Linked DNA regions of Arabidopsis thaliana: region 2 is linked to region 1. The links are chromatin contacts, called in public ChIA-PET maps. All regions are on one chromosome and are shown on one strand. The core of a region is the stretch at or near the end of the contact, and the rest is flanking DNA. Distances in the headings are between cores, read along the strand shown.

The links. ChIA-PET counts read pairs in DNA pulled down with a chosen protein or histone mark.
Region 2: a contact with region 1 is called in an H3K4me3 ChIA-PET map of shoot, with 13 read pairs. The contact joins the promoter of AT2G17340 here to the promoter of HSK in region 1. A contact is called at or near these places in 2 of 26 Hi-C or Micro-C datasets (callus and root), 1 of 2 datasets of contacts at active chromatin or transcription factors (shoot) and 1 of 3 other capture datasets (seedling).

What each region holds. Positions count from the first base shown.
Region 1 is chr2:7,506,820-7,509,877 of TAIR10.1, forward strand. It overlaps HSK (homoserine kinase), which reads left to right and starts at 1,654. Exons shown (of 1, transcript NM_127281.2): 1 at 1,654-3,058. The coding sequence starts at 1,787. The coding sequence ends at 2,899. GLR2 (glutamate receptor 2) reads left to right here. Exons shown (of 5, transcript NM_001335544.1): 2 at 1-309; 3 at 397-428; 4 at 510-904; 5 at 995-1,575. The coding sequence ends at 1,447.
Region 2 is chr2:7,542,935-7,545,992 of TAIR10.1, forward strand. AT2G17340 (pantothenate kinase) reads right to left here and starts at 1,449. Exons shown (of 12, transcript NM_127289.4): 1 at 986-1,449; 2 at 567-632; 3 at 324-390; 4 at 174-242; 5 at 1-86. The coding sequence starts at 1,155. AT2G17350 (beta-mannosyltransferase-like protein) reads right to left here. Exons shown (of 2, transcript NM_127290.2): 1 at 3,035-3,058; 2 at 2,520-2,942. The coding sequence ends at 2,769.

The DNA of each region.
Region 1 (3,058 bases), core at 404-2,903:
TGAGCTGGTCAACAAGGTCACCACTGGGGTTGACTTTGATGCTGTTGTAGGCGACATAGCCATTGTCACCAAACGGACCAGGATTGTGGATTTCACCCAGCCATACATTGAGTCAGGCCTTGTCGTTGTTGCTCCTGTCACAAGACTTAACGAAAATCCTTGGGCCTTTTTACGCCCGTTTACTCTTCCTATGTGGGCAGTAACAGCATCTTTTTTTGTTATTGTTGGAGCTGCAATATGGATTCTTGAACACCGTATAAATGATGAGTTTCGTGGTCCACCAAGGAGACAGATCATTACCATTCTCTGGTAAGTACACAAGAGCCATCTTATTTGTCTGCATAAAATGAAGATTACTATAGCTTATGCAAGCTTTAATCTTTTCTTACGATGCAGGTTCACCTTTTCGACGATGTTTTTCTCCCATAGTAAGTCTGAAAACCCCCTCAAGCTAATTACTGCAATTCCCGTGTGAAATTCTTAACATCTTTATGAAATCAAACTCTCAGGAGAGACTACAGTTAGCACACTTGGTCGTATGGTGCTTCTGATATGGCTTTTTGTGGTTCTGATCATTACATCTAGCTACACAGCGAGTCTCACATCAATACTTACAGTGCAACAGCTTAATTCACCTATAAAAGGAGTAGATACACTCATCAGTAGCACTGGTCGTATTGGTTTCCAGGTTGGTTCTTTTGCTGAAAACTACATGACCGATGAGCTTAACATTGCCAGCTCCAGACTTGTGCCTCTCGCCTCCCCTGAAGAATATGCTAATGCGCTTCAAAATGGCACTGTTGCAGCGATTGTTGATGAACGTCCTTATATTGATCTCTTCCTCTCAGATTACTGTAAGTTTGCCATCAGAGGCCAAGAATTCACCAGATGCGGTTGGGGATTTGTGAGTCATCCATCTTCTGAATATCTTCTCTCTTTACCAGCATGTTTGAACATAATTCTGATCACATTTTTGCATTTTCTGTTCAAAAAGGCATTCCCAAGAGACTCTCCTTTAGCAGTTGACATGTCAACCGCGATTCTTGGTCTATCCGAAACTGGAGAGCTTCAGAAGATCCATGACCGATGGCTTTCGAAATCCAACTGCAGCAGCCCGCATGGGTCTCAGTCAGGTGACTCAGAACAGCTCAACGTGCATAGCTTCTGGGGTATGTTCCTTGTGGTTGGGATAGCCTGTCTCGTCGCTCTCTTTATCCACTTCTTCAAAATAATCCGCGACTTCTGCAAAGACACACCTGAAGTAGTAGTAGAAGAAGCTATACCTTCACCAAAATCTTCACGTTTAACAAAGCTACAGACTTTTTTAGCATTTGTTGATGAAAAGGAAGAAGAAACCAAGCGAAGGTTAAAGCGCAAAAGAAACAACGATCATTCTATGAATGCCAATAGCATTATCTCGAGGACTGCATCTAGAAGACCCATATGATTATCCTTATGATTTTGTTCATCTGTACATTTCAACACACACCTCATTTGCAACAAAAATGAGATTTTGTTTATATACCACCATTTACAATCATCTAAGCTAAAGCCAAACCAAAGTGGACAAGCTTACCGGTTCGGTTCAGTTCGGTTTGTTGTTAAACCGTTGGATTTTCACTGGTCTGAATCTGATCTCATCACTCACTGCATCTTTAAAGTAATCAGCTTTACTGGAGAAAACATTAGGTTAGGTGGTCACGTTTGTTCATCTCTCTCTTATATATTTGTTTAAAGGCTTCGTCTTTGTTCATTTGCTTTTGTTGATCTCATTACTTGTTCATCAATGGCAAGTCTTTGTTTCCAATCTCCTTCCAAACCCATTTCCTATTTCCAACCCAAATCCAATCCATCGCCACCGTTATTCGCCAAAGTCTCCGTCTTTCGATGCAGAGCTTCCGTACAAACCCTCGTCGCCGTTGAGCCGGAGCCAGTTTTCGTCTCCGTCAAGACTTTTGCGCCAGCCACCGTCGCTAATTTGGGACCAGGGTTTGATTTCTTAGGATGTGCCGTCGATGGTCTCGGAGACCATGTGACTCTCCGTGTAGATCCCTCTGTACGAGCCGGTGAGGTCTCAATCTCGGAGATCACCGGAACCACAACAAAACTCAGCACGAACCCTCTCCGGAACTGCGCCGGAATCGCTGCTATTGCTACGATGAAGATGTTAGGGATCAGATCGGTTGGTTTATCATTAGATTTGCATAAAGGTCTTCCTTTAGGTAGCGGTTTAGGTTCTAGTGCAGCTAGTGCCGCCGCAGCTGCTGTGGCGGTTAATGAGATCTTTGGCCGGAAATTAGGGAGTGATCAATTGGTATTAGCCGGTTTAGAATCGGAAGCGAAAGTCTCCGGTTATCACGCTGATAATATCGCACCAGCGATCATGGGTGGATTCGTTTTGATTAGAAACTACGAACCACTTGATTTGAAACCATTGAGGTTCCCATCTGATAAAGATCTCTTCTTTGTTCTAGTAAGCCCTGACTTTGAAGCTCCAACTAAGAAAATGAGAGCTGCATTGCCTACAGAGATTCCAATGGTTCATCATGTTTGGAACAGTAGCCAAGCAGCTGCTTTAGTCGCTGCTGTGTTAGAAGGTGACGCAGTGATGCTTGGGAAGGCATTGTCGTCGGATAAGATTGTGGAGCCGACTAGAGCGCCGTTGATTCCGGGAATGGAAGCTGTGAAGAAGGCGGCTTTAGAAGCTGGAGCATTTGGATGTACTATTAGCGGAGCTGGACCAACAGCGGTTGCGGTGATTGATTCGGAGGAGAAGGGTCAAGTCATTGGAGAGAAGATGGTGGAAGCGTTTTGGAAAGTTGGTCATTTGAAATCTGTTGCTTCTGTGAAGAAGCTTGATAATGTTGGTGCTAGGCTTGTCAACAGCGTCTCCAGATGATCTTTGTGTGCTGTTTGATTATGTTAAGATTGGAACTGTTTGATTATGTTAAGATTGGAACCAATCTTGCTCTGTACTGTAATTTCTAGATGATAATAAAGTTCTTTGTTTTCTACACCAATAAAGGACAACGTTTTATGTGTTTGTTTAGCTCTTTTT
Region 2 (3,058 bases), core at 199-2,698, 36 kb after region 1:
TCTAACCGTTTTCCGTCATCTTCAATAGCATCACTCAGACTGACAACTTGAGGAAATAGTGATATAGCCTTTGCATTCTCCTCATCCTATTCATTGAATGTGAACTCATCTAATCAGAGAGAATAAGTGCTAGCTATCTGAAAACCTCAAGAAAACTGAAAGGAAATTCACACCTTAACTTTCTTGAATATGTCCCTAAATCCTAACTCTCTGAGTACTTGCTCACGAAGTCGGCATAGAAGCTGAAAATAAGCCAAGATAATCTATGAAAAGAAGAAAGCTCACTACACCAAAGGAAAAGATCATGTGGTGTTTATACTTACAATGCCATCTGGTGGTCCGCCATGACTCTCTGGATCTTTCTTCAAGTCTTCAAGAATCCCAGCATATCTTTCAGATTCAAGGTAAGAGATATTAAACGCAAATCAAAAGACTGAAACACTATCTTGAGAATCAAACAAACCACAGGGCACAGCCTTTGTTCTACTTTATGAAGGTGACAATGACAAAAGATTTCATACCAACCAAAACCTTGAGAATTACTACCAATTATGCAAAAAATTTACCTTTCTGCAAATTTTTCAGCTCTAGCAGGAGCATCTGGAACAGTGATATCGCTCTCTGCACGTTTCCTGTAAATGAAACAGCTTTAGAACATAGAGATTTAATGGGATTTTCTGGTTAAAAAACAGGATTGCAACTGTTGCCTATAAGCTTCCAGAAACTACTCTTGATGTAAATAAGTCAAAAACCAAGTAAACCCAGGAAAGTCAACACAAACAACAAACCAACGACATTAGTCGAATTTAGCTGAAAGACGAAAAGTTTCCTGAGCTTTTTGATATTTGAGGCTAAGAGAAGTAGTTTTTTGGTAACAAAATCAAAGCTTGGTCTGACCCATGAACATGAACAGAGTCTGAATCTGGTCAAAGTAAATAGAAACTAAATAAGGTCGGAAGAGAGAAGTAGTGAGAAGAGAATGAACTTGAAAGAAGGAATGGAATTGGCGAAGACGTTGATCCACGAGATTTCATTTGGAGTGGCTTTCTTGGGATCATCAGAAGGAAATCTGTAAGGAATTGTGCAAGCTCTGTAGTTGTTTTCTATTGGCATCGGTAGTTGAGGAAACGGAACCATCTCTGAATCGCTCTCCATTTTCTTTGCTTGTGATGATCTTCAGAAATGATACAATGATTGATGACGATGAAGAACAAGTGTATCTAGAGCCGGGTCGGGTACGGGTCAAAGATCCATATTAGTGATTCCACTACCACACGAATAAATGTTGCATTTTTTGCTTTGGGTTTGGTTTGGATTTAGTTAAATAGTAGCCAAGTTCCTATCTTTGTGGTGTTTGTTTCTGCAAAGTTAAGTTTTTTGTTCTATACTAATCAGTCATCTTTGGTCTTCAAATGATTTGATACCTTATCTGTGGTCGGCTATATTAGCTCGAGCAGCAATCTGAATTGTAGAAACCATTGAAACTCTGGCAAAACTTGCTGTTTGCTGCCCGTATAACCGTATTTGTCGAACATAATATCAATGCCCTCTTGGATTAAGGAGTAACCTGTTTTGGTAAGGAAGCTGGAGATTATAGAAAACATTCATATGCCATAAAGAAGTTCAATTTTGCAGGAGTTTACAATTGTAATCAGCTACTTATCATAAGTGGTAAAACCACACCTAGGCACCTTGACAAGCAAAGAAGCTCTCCCAATTAGAGTGATCCAATACCAACCTAGCCACAACACCTACTGCTTGAATAAAGCCACTGAGGTACAAGTTTGTTTTAGATTTAACTCAAAGAGAGAATGTTAAAAGTAGAGAAAAACATATGGATATTTCCTTTTCATAGATGCATACCGATGTCGGACACAATTCTGAGTCAAGCAAATCTAACAGGACCAGGAAAAAAACTCATCCTTCGGAATAAGATATACAAACCTAGATAAAGAAATTAAGAAACAGCAAGAATATGGAAATAGGTACACTGTACCACAATGTTAGTTCCAGCAGCAAAGCAATTATTACTATTGTAACATAGTGGATAATGGAACCTAGCTCATCTGTCTGGCTATCTGCTTAAACACTAACAAGCCCACTCATACGGGCACAACCTTCTACTTCTTCCCTATGTTCTGAAAAGTGAAACCCCTTAGGTTTGCTACTGGGTGCTGCTTTGCCAAAAGACCAAGCTAACTATAACAGGAGAAGAAATTCTAAATGCTAGTATCTCCCTAATCCCTACCCAAAAACATTTGTTTATTGTCTCTCATCAATCACCATAAATCATGATAGATACTAACACCAATAATCACTCACTCATGCATCCTAGCATCTTTACCCTGGCCACCTTTCATTCTCTTCATGCCACAAGATGTTTACACATTCAAGCAAAACCACATGAAAAATCCTTAAGAACAGAAGAAAACGGAAAGATATGTTCCGGTGTTGCCCCTGTATTTCCTACAAACATCTATACTAATCAAACTAAACCCATCATTCACACATACCGTGATCTAAAAACCTGAATTTCAACATGTCACACAGCAATCAACAAAAGTTTGAATAGAGCAAGAAAGCACCTTGAGGCTTGAAGTGATCAGACAAACTCTCTTTCCAGAAAACACAATACTTTCTTCATTGAATTAATAATTTACACAAACCAAGCATCATTCCAACAATTCCCATTGCATCCATCATAAACGCAAGAACAAATCTTTTCCTTTTGTGCCCTAAATTTAGAATCCAGATTCCAATTTCCAACCTCATTTCTTAGCCTTAGAGAATCTAAGACACCGATATTTCTCACCACTCACAGTAATTTCCAGAGCACCATCTTGATTATCCTGATTCGACGCAGTCCCCATAAGAACACTCTTCTCCTTCTCCAGATTCTCTCTCTCCATCTTCAACCTCGCTTCCTGTCTAGCGATCTCCGTCTGTCAAAATCAGAACAAAATCAGTATCCCCACACAGATTTCTCCGGATTCTCCAAAAGCCCTAAAAATCAAAATTTGAAAAAAAAACGAACCTCACGGCGAGAGAGCTCAGCTTT